Linked DNA regions of Mus musculus: regions 1 and 2 are each linked to region 3. A link is a contact called in public capture Hi-C and promoter capture Hi-C data. All regions are on one chromosome and are shown on one strand. Each heading gives the region's core, a stretch centred on a gene start, on an enhancer-like site or on the middle of the called end of the contact. The rest is flanking DNA. Distances are from core to core; before and after follow the strand shown. Region 1 holds the start of Xaf1 (XIAP associated factor 1). Region 2 holds the start of Mybbp1a (MYB binding protein (P160) 1a). Region 3 holds the start of Tsr1 (TSR1 20S rRNA accumulation).

Region 1 (3,654 bases), core at 253-2,752, 2.6 Mb before region 3:
ACCTCTCTGCTTTCTTGCACCCTGCATTCATGCCAAGGGCACACAAGTGGAAGTGATTCACTGCTGTGTGTAGCATCACTGGGTGACAAGACTTCTGCAGTTCTTCAGGTGTAATCTTATATGGCTACTGTGCTATGTACAGTTGCACTGCTGACAGAAACATCATTATTCCGTACACGGCTGTATTTGTGAATGTATCAGTTGTCACTGAGATATACTTTGTGATGTGTGTGTGTGTGTGTGTGTGTCTGTGTGTGTGTGTGTGTGTGTGTGTGTGTGTGTGTGTGTGTGTTAGATCCTAACCCCAAAGCCTTATGCATGGTAGGCAAGTGCCATACCGCTACCTCTACTCCAAAACCCTTTGATCATTTTCATTTATCTAATGACGCCCTGTTTCTTCCTTGGAAGGGGGGTGGTGGTGGTGGAATGAACACAGGAAACCAGCAAATCGACTGACTTCCATCATTTTGCACTGTGATAATTTTGGACATGGGCTGCCTTTAACACAATTTGTTTTCTTTGAACCTCATGAGGTCAGCTAGCCTTGTTGGGTAACTGCCTGAGGCTGTGGCACCTCGCTGGAACAAACATATACTGACACAGCAGCAGTTTTGCATGCAAATTCTAGGAGCACCTGGACCTTAAAGTTGCCTGGGAGCTCCAGTGTAACCCGGTCAGCCAGGAGACAGTATCCAGAAGGCTGAGGTGACTCAAGCTCCCAATTGGTTATCTTGTCTGGATCTGAGCACAGCTCCTCCAGCTCCGTGCCTGTGGCAGAAGGGTCACACCTTGGACCACGTTACCTGGGAACTTCTGTGCAGGTTATTCAGCCCCTTGCTGCTCGATTTTACCAGTGAGCATGGGATAGCAAGACCTCCTCATGGTTTCTGTCATCTTGGCTTACATTATTGTTTGCCATTATTGTTTGCTTTGTTTTGTTTCCCAGCAGAGGACAACCTCAGGAGACACAACACAGTTATCCCTGGCCATTCCCAAGACTTGCCCCAAACCCTGTAGCCTGAGCATCCAGCACCCAGAACCCCCTGCTCAGTTCCTCACAGACTTTGTTTTCAAAGTCACCACAAACTGGAACCCACACAGGGGTACAGAGCTTGCAGGAGCTTCTTCTTCAGAGAGCAGACTCAAGCTTAGCATCTCAGGAGAGACCAGACAGAAACAGTAGGAGTCAGTCACAGGTTGAGAAGTGGGCAGGGACCCCATGGAAACAAAGCCAGTCAGGGAGGGAGGGGGAGAAAGGGAGGAATTGTTGTGCTGCCCAGAGGAAACCCGACAGCTAACGCCCACCCTGGAGGTCACAGTCACGGTAGCACAGAGGCTGCACAGGACAAGGGGCATGACAGAGGACTAGCCCATGCTGCAGAATGGCCTTCTGGGAGTGTCTAGCTGCCAGGATCTGGGAACCGCCCTGAGCTGAGAATTTTTGAAGTCTCCTCCCTGCCGCTGTGAGTCAGGCTGGGCAAACACTTTCAGTTTTGTTTTCCTGTGTGCAAAGAAACGAAACTCCACAGAAGCACTGCAGGAAGCTTGACCATGGAGGCTGACTTCCAAGTGTGCAGGAACTGGTAAGAAGGCATTTTCTCCAGGGCTGGCCAGACAGAGGGGCAGGGCAGAGCAAACAAATTCTGAAGTGATGGGGATGAAGTACAACACCAGAGGGCAAGCCGAAGGGGACTGGAACCTCTGGAGTGAAGAGGTTCCAAATCTCTAAGTAGAGTGCTCAGTGGTACCTCAATATCACTGTTCCCTCTTAGCTTGGGTATTTCAGGCTGGCTAGTTTTAGCCATGAAGTATGGAGGGACTGGTCCCTAGCAGGCTATTCCTGTCAGAGCTTAGATCCGTAGCAGGGGTGGGGGGCATCGTGGTCTTCCCACCCATCTGTGAGAGGACCCTTTGAGAGATGTTCCAGGGTTATTCCTGTCCTCCGCCTGACAAAGGAGCTGGGAGATAGAACATGGAGGGCTGAGCAGGAGGCAAGGACCACACCTCCAAGTAAAAAGAGCTGGTTCCTCAGCAGACCCCACCTGTTGCAGTAACTGGGGTAAAGCTCCACAGAGATCTTTGTTCCACTTCACCTTTCAGGATCTCTGGTCTATGGAGTATGGAGGCAGGCAAAACAGAGAGGGCAAACAGAGCAAAGGACGTCATTCTGTGCGGTTGTGGGGACAGCTGGATCAGGCTAACAGCAGTGAGGCCATGAACCAGATCACAGGGGCCTGAACAATTGGAGGCCATGAGCCAGATCACAGGGCCTGAACAATTGGTCCTTTAAGGATACAGCCTGTTTCCTTTCTCCCGAGCTGCCGTGAGCATGAGCAGATGGAATGGGTTGGCAGCGTTCCTGGTGATGAGCCTATCAGAGGAGGACACCCTGCCCTACAAGACTCCCCTGCATCTCAGATGCTCTCTGGGTAGCTGCAAGGGAGCCCAGGGACGGGAGACAGCGTGGTGGATGGACTTTTGCTCTTGAGAGTTGGGAAACCCTTGGAGGGTCTGAGGTGTGGTCAGGGCAGAGCTGCACTGCTGTGCTCCCTTGTTCTCGTGATGGCCTTTCTAGGAGATAACTGGAAAAGGATAGAACTTTACCTCCCCCAACCCTGTCTCTGTGGGGTGATGCTGAGGAGTCGTTCCAGGCACTGAGCCTAGGGCATTGCACAGAGCAGCCAAGCACTCTGAGCTGCGTTATCCCTGGCTCTGTTTTTCCCTTTCCTTTTGACACAGAGTATCACTAAGTTGCCTAGGCTGATCTTGAACTTACTCTATAAGCACAGATAAGCCTTAAACTAGCCATCTTCCTGACTCAGGCTCCTGAACCCCTGTGCCAACAGCCCTAGCTAACTTGTACATGTTTGAAATATACATCTTGATACACAGTACTTATTTGTGAAACCATCTTACAATCTAGGAAATGAAATCTATCATCAATCTTGAAAGTTGCCTGTTGCCCTGGTACCCTCTTCCTCCCCCTCTCCCAGGCACAGTGCCCTCACACCTATTTTCTGATGGCGAGCTTATCTGTTTCACCAGCACTGGCAGGCATAGGAATGCATCATCAGCATCATCACTGTTTTCCCCAGGCCGCAGGCCTGGAAAGAGCTTACCCCAGGTATGCAACAAGGCGTCATGTCTTATGCTAAGACACTGTGCCTTTCTTTCTCCCCCACCCCCACTTTATCCTGAAGCAAAAGAAATGTGGCCTCTCTCCACTTCATGCTCCACGAGGCCCACTGCCTGCGCTTCATAGTCCTTTGCCCAGAATGTGAAGAGCCCATCCCAGAGTCAAAGATGAAAGAGCACATGGAAGTTGTGCACCAGCAGGTGAGCAGGTGGGCAGGTGGGGCAGAGGCCTGGGGGGTCAACAACTGGAGTCCAGCCTTCCCTGGCCTGGTGGGTAAGTTATTTAGCCCCTCCATGTTTGGCCTCTGTTTTTTGTTTGTGTTACCCTGAGGCTGTCCCTAGTTTCTCCCTTTCTTCTTGCTACCCCAAGACTATGGGTCTGGCAGAACAAAGGATCCATATAAAGAAAGGCTAACTGTTCTTCAGAGACTTGTAAGGAGGAGGCAGGAGGGCCCATCTCAGTCTTCTTTCCTACCTTTTTGAGTCAGTCTCTTGCGGCTTTATCTTTCTGAGAATCAA
Region 2 (3,493 bases), core at 475-2,974, 2.5 Mb before region 3:
ATTGTTTTGTTTTGTTGGCTTGGGGATCAAATTTAGAGCACTGATGTGCTTGGCTGGTGTTCTATTTCCATACCATATCCCCAAACCCAAGCTAGCAGAGCTCTTAATTGTACCATCTCCACTTCTCTCTCAGACAAAACATTGCTAGGCGCAATGATTCCACCATCTATTCAACGATTTTAGCTTTTAGCCTGGTGTCCTTTCTAGCAAATCATCTCCTTTGGCCCAGGTCATCGCCTACGTTGACATTTGCCATAGGTTAGCCAAGGCCTTACTCCAGCATAATTCACTGCCTCGGTACTCACAGCCACGGGCTGTGGCTGCTCTCAGCTAACAGTTGACCTTTTAAAACTGTAAATCAGATGTAAATCCTCCCTGCACTCTCTGAAGAAATTCTGAACCCTTGAGCCTGGCCCTGGGTTCTATATAACCTTGCTCCTGGCACCTGAGTCCTCCTCCTCACCTTACTGACCTCATTCCCGTAAGAGATGAGTGGCCTCTGTAGAAGAAATGTCCTTGGCCTGCTCTTAGATTTTTGCCCTGGGGACAATAGAGCCCATCTTGTCCCTCAGCTGTCAGCTCACATGTCAGTCTTGTCATGGTCTCTTAAATAGAATCTTAGAATCTATAGAATTTTCCCTTTAATTTTTTTTTTGGTTTTGTTTTTGTGTGTGTGTGTGGTTTTGGGTTTTTTGGTTTTTTTTGTTTTGTTTTGTTTTGGTTTGGTTTGGTTTTTCGAGACAGGGTTTCTCTGTGTAGCCCTGGCTGCCCTGGAACTCACTTTGTAGACCAGGCTGGCCTTGAACTCAGAAATCCACCTGCCTCTGCCTCCCAAGTGCTGGGATCAAAGGTGTGCACCACCATGCCCGGCTTCCCTTTAATTTTTTTTTTTTAAGAAAATGTTGTTTATTTTATTTTATTTTTTTTTTTGTTTTTTGTTTTTTTTTTTTTTTTGGTTTTTCGAGACAGGGTTTCTCTGTATAGTCTTGGCTGTCCTGGAACTCACTTTGTAGACCAGGCTGGCCTCAAACTCAGAAATCCGCCTGTCTCTGCCTCCCAAGTGCTGGGATTAAAGGCGTGTGCCACCACCTCCCGGCTGTTTATTTTTATGAATACACTGTATCTGTCTTCAGACACACCAGAAGAGTGGATTGGATCCCATTACAGATGGTTGTGAGCCACCATGTGGTTGCTGGGAACTGAACTCAGGACCTCTGGAAGAGTAGTCAGAGCTCTTAACCGATGAGCCATCTCTCCAGCCCCTCCCTTTAATTTTTAACAGGCGATGTTTTCACGTTTTTTAACATTTAAAAGGCTCCCTCTGCTCCCTACATTCCTTATTTTCCTCATAACTATCATTTAAAATGTATTTGTCTACTCGTTCATCAACCATCTCTTCCCACTAGAAAGGAAGTCCACAGAAGCCGCGGCTTTGTTCGGATGCACACAATAAAAGCGGAATAATAGCGGATGTCTCGGACTAGATCGCGAGCAGACCCGGGTCTGGGAAGAGATCATACTACGGCTTTTTCGTGGATTTGTTTGCACCTCCGGTCGTCAGGAACTCCTCCAGGTTAAAGGAAGAGATCGAAGCATCAGTTTCTGAGCACACGCGCGTGTGAGAACACTCTGCTCCACCCACAGCCACAAGGGAAAGGCAAGGCCGTACGGAAGCCACTTCCAACCTGCTAGGCCCCGCCCTCACTCGGACGTCCCAGTGCGCAGGCGCCGAGACCTGACCTGGAAGTGACTGTCTTCTGAGCCCACGTGTTTGGCTCAGCATGGCGGAGATGAAGAGCCCCACGAAAGCTGAGCCTGCGACTCCCGCAGAAGCGGCGCAAAGCGACCGCCACAGCCTGCTGGAGCACAGCCGCGAGTTCTTGGACTTCTTCTGGGACATTGCGAAACCGGATCAGGAAACGCGGCTCCGGGCCACGGAGAAGTTGTTGGAGTACTTGCGCACAAGGCCCAATGTATGATGGAGGGGCCCAGGCCCATCGTGGCTCTGGATGCAAGGGGGAGGGGTGGGCCCTTCAGATCACTGTTGAACACGAGGGATGTTCTTGGTTCCGTAGGATTCGGAGATGAAATATGCCCTGAAGCGCCTAATCACTGGGCTTGGGGTGGGCCGAGAAGCCGCTAGGCCCTGCTACAGCCTGGCGCTGGCACAGGTGAGACTGTGTGTCTGGCAAGGGCACGATCTCGCTGGGCAAAGGTGGCGTCTAAGGGTAGGGGGCACCGAAGCTGCGGGGTAAGAAGAAATCCGAGATGCTTCAGAGGGGATACAGGCATCCTTACTTGGGTGGGAGGAAGTGCCAAAACATGGCCTATGTACAGCAAAGTCCAGGCAGGTGGAAGAGTTGAACACGTTTTCTTTCTGATACACGTTTATCAGCTACAGAGTATTAGCTACAGTTACTGGAAGTAGTGAACTTTGAGGTTGATTTCTGCAAGGTTGGGGAGCCGCCTCCAGGTTAGGAAGGCAACTGATGACAGACCACGTAGAAATTTGTACAGCAAAAAGCAATGAAGACTAACCAGCCTCAAGGCAACTCAGAACAGGATCTTTGGATGGGATGGGTTTTCCCAAGAGGTACAGAAGCAGCCTAGGCCTTCTGAAGCCTTGATGGAGGTGGGGCTTAGCCATGTAAGATGTGGTCCCTTGAAAGCAGTAGCGCTTGTGAGGGATGGGAGGAGCACGGAGATTATATTGGGGAAAGCTGAAGGAGGGAAATGGACTTGGTCTGGTTTGTTGTCCCTGGGCCACTCCTGAGCTCTTTCTGGTCTTGCCTGGTAGCTGTTGCAGTCTTTTGAAGACATCCCATTGTGTGACATCCTGGATCAGATACAAGAAAAATACAGCCTACAAGCCATGAACAAGGTGCGTGAGATTCCCAGACAGACAACCTGCTCCTGAACAGCTATGGGGAGGGACCCTCTTCACCTGTGTTTTCAATCTTTTTCTAGGCAATGATGAGACCTAGTCTCTTTGCAAACCTTTTTGGAGTGCTAGCCCTCTTTCAGTCAGGCCGCCTAGTGAAGGTAAGAGCTTTTGGCACGGGGCGCAGGGACTGGTTTAGGGCTGGAGGGGAACAGATGGTAACAGACCCTGCTCTTCACCTTTTGCTCTCTGTGGATACCAGGACAAAGAGGCCCTGATGAAGTCCGTGCAATTGCTGAAGATCCTGTCCCAACACCCCAACCACTTACAGGGACAGCCAATAAAGGCTCTGGTGGACATCCTCTCTGAGGTAGAGAATCACAAGTCATGCCGTCTGATTTGGGAAACGTTGAAAAGATTTGGGTAGGAACATGATGAGGACAGATGGTTTGACCATGCAACTGGTATGAGGAGGTTGTTTGTTTGTTTGTTATTCCTCTCTCACCAACTATCTTAAATCTGCCTTGTCTTTCAGGGTCTCAGCACATGTCCACTCAGTTAGGCAGTTCAGATACTCCATAACCCTCTCTGGTGGCCTTTGTGTGGCTAGTG
Region 3 (3,933 bases), core at 179-2,678:
CGAGGGCGCTGCCCGGGACATGCAGAGAGGGGCGTGGGGCGCGGCCCGCCCAGGACCCCGCCCCCGCCTGGCACGGTGGGCTGGCAGCCGCGCGCGTGGGTGCCTCCACCTCTCTGCTCCCGAGCCAGCGCGGGAGGGGTGCGAGCCCCTTGAGACCTTGCCCCGGACCGTACCTCCTTCTTCACGTTCCACAGCAGCTTTTCTTTGACCGCGTCCTCTGCGCTGCCCATGGTGCGGCAGGTGGCGGGCAGGTGGCACCGAGTGGCCCCCCGAGCCCCCGGTGCGCCCTCACCGCCTCCGCGCCTCCCGACTCAGCGCCCCACACGCGAGGCGGAGTCCCCGCCCGCTGCGCTCCCCGCCTGCAGCCGCCGCAGCCACTGCCCGGTGCTCAGCTCCGCAGCCATCTTCCGAGCCCCGCAGACGTCAGGCAGCAGGCCCGGCCCCTTCCCACTGCCGGCAGGGAGGGGGTGTGTGCGCCGCAACTGGGGAGGTGGGGGGGGGGGTCAAGGGCGGGTGCGGACGCCTGGGGGCGTCGGGGCCGGGCGCGCGCCGCAGGGACGGTTGTCATGGCGACTGGCCGGCTCCCGCCCCGAGGGCGCGAACCCGCATTGTGAGCGCTGGGAAGTCAGCCGCTCCGGCCTGCGCCGCGCAGCGGGCGGACTTTGGGAATGTGCTTGTGTCTGGGCAAACCTCAACCACCGTGACCGCTCCCGACTTCTGGCCCCTGGGAGAGGAGCTATACGGAGCCAGGGTCTCGGCTCTGCGTCACTGTGGTTCGAACCTGGTCCTGTCACTCCTCCGGATCCTGTGGAGTGTTCATATATTACTTGCAGCTCAGTCGCAAAGCTTGCAGGAGGAAAGCAAGGACCCGACTGTGAGCTCCTAAGAACAGGTGCCCGAGCGCAAGGGGAAGTCTTCGCCCTCCTCCGGGTCGCCGACATCCGCTTTGGTTCATCTTGCAGATTTGTGGGAAGAGGGGGGCGCGAGTTGGAATAAGAGACATTCCAGAGCCGGTGACACGAGCCCCTTCTAAGTGCTTCGCGTTGGAAATTAGAGTAATAGAGGAAAGGAAAGGCCACTCAGGTACAAATGTCACCCCTTTGTACAGTTCACTGGGACCGCAGAGAGCGGCGTGCAATAGTCTACGTGAAAAGACTTTTATTTCTTCCCACGTGATGCAACTGAAGCGTGCAAAAATGGAAAGATGGGCGCAAAATTGACCTCCTAATCCAGAGCCGGAGCCGGGAGACTCCTGCCGGCATCCTCCATCTCTCAGCAGAGGACTGCAGCGTGGGAAAAGGCACCACGACGTCTCTGCGGACACTCAGGGCGCTGCGCTTGCAGGCTGGCGGCAAAAAACCTCGCGAGAGGTCGCGGAAGTGCTAAGCCTGAAGTCCGTCCCCAGGGCCGGAAACGCTCGGGTCCGCCCGGAAGTAGAGTTCACTTGGTGCACACGTGGACTGCAGAATGGCGGCTCACCGCTCCGGGCCGCTGAAGCAGCAGAATAAAGCTCATAAAGGCGGGCGGCATCACGGCGGTGGGTCCGCACAACGGGACAGCAAAGGTGAGTAGACAGGAGGGAGAGGGGCTGCTTAGCCGGTACCCGTGCCCACACCGAGACTAGACTTGGGACCCTTGCCCAAGGCTCTTAAGCGGCGCAGGAAGGTTCTTGTTGGTTGATTTGACTGAGAGGAGAAGAGCAGCCACTTCCGATCTGCCTTCCAGGCCGGGTAGGACCGAAAATCCTCTGCAAGAAGCTGAAGAGGCAGCTCAGCCGAATAGACCAGAGGCATCGCGCCAGCCAGCTCCGAAAGCAAAAGAGGGAGTCGGTGAGTAGAAGCGGGGGTGGGGAAGCTTATGGTTTGAGATTGGTAAAGTCTCAAACTAGAAAATGGGACACGGAAATGGGCCGAAAACGGAGGTAAACCCAGAGTACCTTCAGGCAGTGTTCATTTTAGAACGAGGCCCTGCCAAACTCCTTGACAGCACATCCATACACGTGGCTTTTTACGAGAGAATGCTTGGTCCTTCCTCATCTTTATTTATACGGGCTTGCTCTTTTGCAAATCATGATTATTTTAAACAAAGGGTCTCACTGTGTAGCCCAGGCTGGCCTAGAACTCAGATCCTCCTACCTCTGCCTTCTGAGTGTTAAGTTAAAAGGCTTGGGCCACCACACCTGGCTCCTCTGATGTTTTCTTTTTTCTTTTCTTTTTTTTTTTTTTTGGGGGGGGGTGGTGGTGTTTCCGAGACAGGGTTTCTCTGTGTAGCCCTGGCTGTCCCGGAACTCACTCTGTAGACCAGGCTGGCCTCAAACTCAGAAATGAGTGCTGGGATTAAAGGCGTGCGCCAGCTCCGCCCGGCCTGCTCTGATCTTTTCTAATGTTTTACGTTACATAAAATTACCTTGGTACTTTTACAAAGCAACAGAAAGGGGAGTAGTTCTGCCCTGGGGTTACAGCACCTGTATATTTGAAGATAGAATAGTGAAGCAAATGATTGAGGTATTCTTGGATCTTTGTGTTGCTAGGTTCTGGCCGAGAAGAGGCAGCTGGGCAGCAAGGATGGTCCTCCACATCAGGTGCTGGTGGTGCCTCTGCACAGCAGGATTTCCCTTCCAGAGGCATTTAAACTGCTTCAGAATGAAGACTTGGGAACGGTGTATTTGAGTGAACGGGGAAGCACCCAGAGTTTTATGCTTCTGTGCCCTAGCTTGAAACATCGATGGTTTTTCACATATGCAAGACCAGGTTAGAGTGTCCGATACTTTTCTCTCATTGTGTTTAAGTAGTTGTCTCTCTTGAATATAGTGTGCTAACTATCTTTTTTTTTTTTTTATGGTGTCTTTTGTATACAGGGGATCTGCATACTCTGTTAGACATGGCTAAAGTCGCTGATACCATTCTGTTCCTCCTGGACCCACTAGAAGGCTGGGACAGTACGGGGGATTATTGCCTGTCTTGCCTTTTTGCTCAGGGCCTTCCCACCTATAGTAAGTGTGCTGTATTGGATACCAGCAAAGAAAACAGCTCTGGTCTAGTCATGCAGGCACAGTGTTTAAGATTAAGTTTAGGAGTAAATCAATGGGTTGTATTCTGCTGGTGTGGGCTATACTTGGTAAACATTTTCATATATTTTACTCTTTTTATTTATTTATTTATTTGAGACAACAAGAGTTTCTTTTGGGCGGCCCTGACTATCCTAGAACTGGTCCTGTAGACCAGATTGGCCCTGATCTTTCAGGGATCCGCCCGCCCCCGTCTTCTGTGCACCGCCCAGTTGGTTTTATATTATTAAAGTGAGTTTTTCTTCCTGGGCTGTCGTGTGCCCGGTGGGGGAATAGAAAGTTAACACTCACGGTGACATTTCGTTGTTGGCTCAGTGTTGCGTTTCCCAGTGATCTCTGGGACCACGGCAGAGCTGACCGCTGGGTTGTCTGGGAACTGGAAAGGATTTTCAAGTGGTCAAACAATGACTTCCTGCGCTCTTCTCTCCTTTCAGCACTAGCTGTCCAGGGCCTTTCTGGCTTCCCACCAAAGAAACAAATAGATGCCCGAAAGAAGCTAAGTAAAATGGTGGAGAAACGCTTCCCTGAAGACAAACTTCTGCTCCTAGACACGCAGCAGGAATCAGGAATGCTACTTAGACAGTTGGCTAACCAGAAGCAACGGCATCTTGCTTTTCGGGATCGGCGAGCTTACTTGTTTGCCCATGTTGCTGACTTCGTGCCTAGTGAGGAGAGTGACTTAGTGGGCACCTTGAAAATCTCAGGCTATGTTCGTGGGAGGACTCTGAATGTAAATAGCTTGCTGCATATCGTTGGACACGGTGATTTCCAAATGAATCAAATAGATGCTCCTGTGGATCCGTTCCCTTTAAATCCTAGAGTGATTAAATCCCAGAAGAAACCAAACATGGCAATGGAGGTAAGAT

What was found. Promoter capture Hi-C pulls out the DNA fragments that hold promoters and counts their contacts. Capture Hi-C pulls out chosen DNA fragments and counts their contacts.
Region 1: a contact with region 3 is called in a promoter capture Hi-C map of hippocampal neurons, with 5 times the contacts expected there. The contact joins the promoter of Xaf1 here to the promoter of Tsr1 in region 3. A contact is called at or near these places in 2 of 39 promoter capture datasets (cranial neural crest and hippocampal neurons).
Region 2: a capture Hi-C map of embryonic stem cells shows a contact between it and region 3, with 10 times the contacts expected there. The contact joins the promoter of Mybbp1a here to the promoter of Tsr1 in region 3. A contact is called at or near these places in 3 of 39 promoter capture datasets (embryonic stem cells, frontonasal cranial neural crest and liver), 1 of 484 Hi-C or Micro-C datasets (embryonic stem cells), 1 of 115 datasets of contacts at active chromatin or transcription factors (embryonic stem cells) and 1 of 9 other capture datasets (embryonic stem cells).

What each region holds. Positions count from the first base shown.
Region 1 is chr11:72,300,127-72,303,780 of GRCm38.p6, forward strand. It overlaps Xaf1 (XIAP associated factor 1), which reads left to right and starts at 1,503. Exons shown (of 6, transcript NM_001037713.4): 1 at 1,503-1,583; 2 at 3,201-3,336. The coding sequence starts at 1,552.
Region 2 is chr11:72,439,603-72,443,095 of GRCm38.p6, forward strand. It overlaps Mybbp1a (MYB binding protein (P160) 1a), which reads left to right and starts at 1,725. Exons shown (of 26, transcript NM_016776.3): 1 at 1,725-1,973; 2 at 2,076-2,171; 3 at 2,798-2,881; 4 at 2,968-3,042; 5 at 3,144-3,251. The coding sequence starts at 1,782.
Region 3 is chr11:74,896,652-74,900,584 of GRCm38.p6, forward strand. It overlaps Tsr1 (TSR1 20S rRNA accumulation), which reads left to right and starts at 1,429. Exons shown (of 15, transcript NM_177325.3): 1 at 1,429-1,564; 2 at 1,726-1,829; 3 at 2,531-2,750; 4 at 2,858-2,992; 5 at 3,502-3,926. The coding sequence starts at 1,468. It overlaps Sgsm2 (small G protein signaling modulator 2), which reads right to left and starts at 418. Exons shown (of 23, transcript NM_197943.3): 1 at 174-418. The coding sequence starts at 230.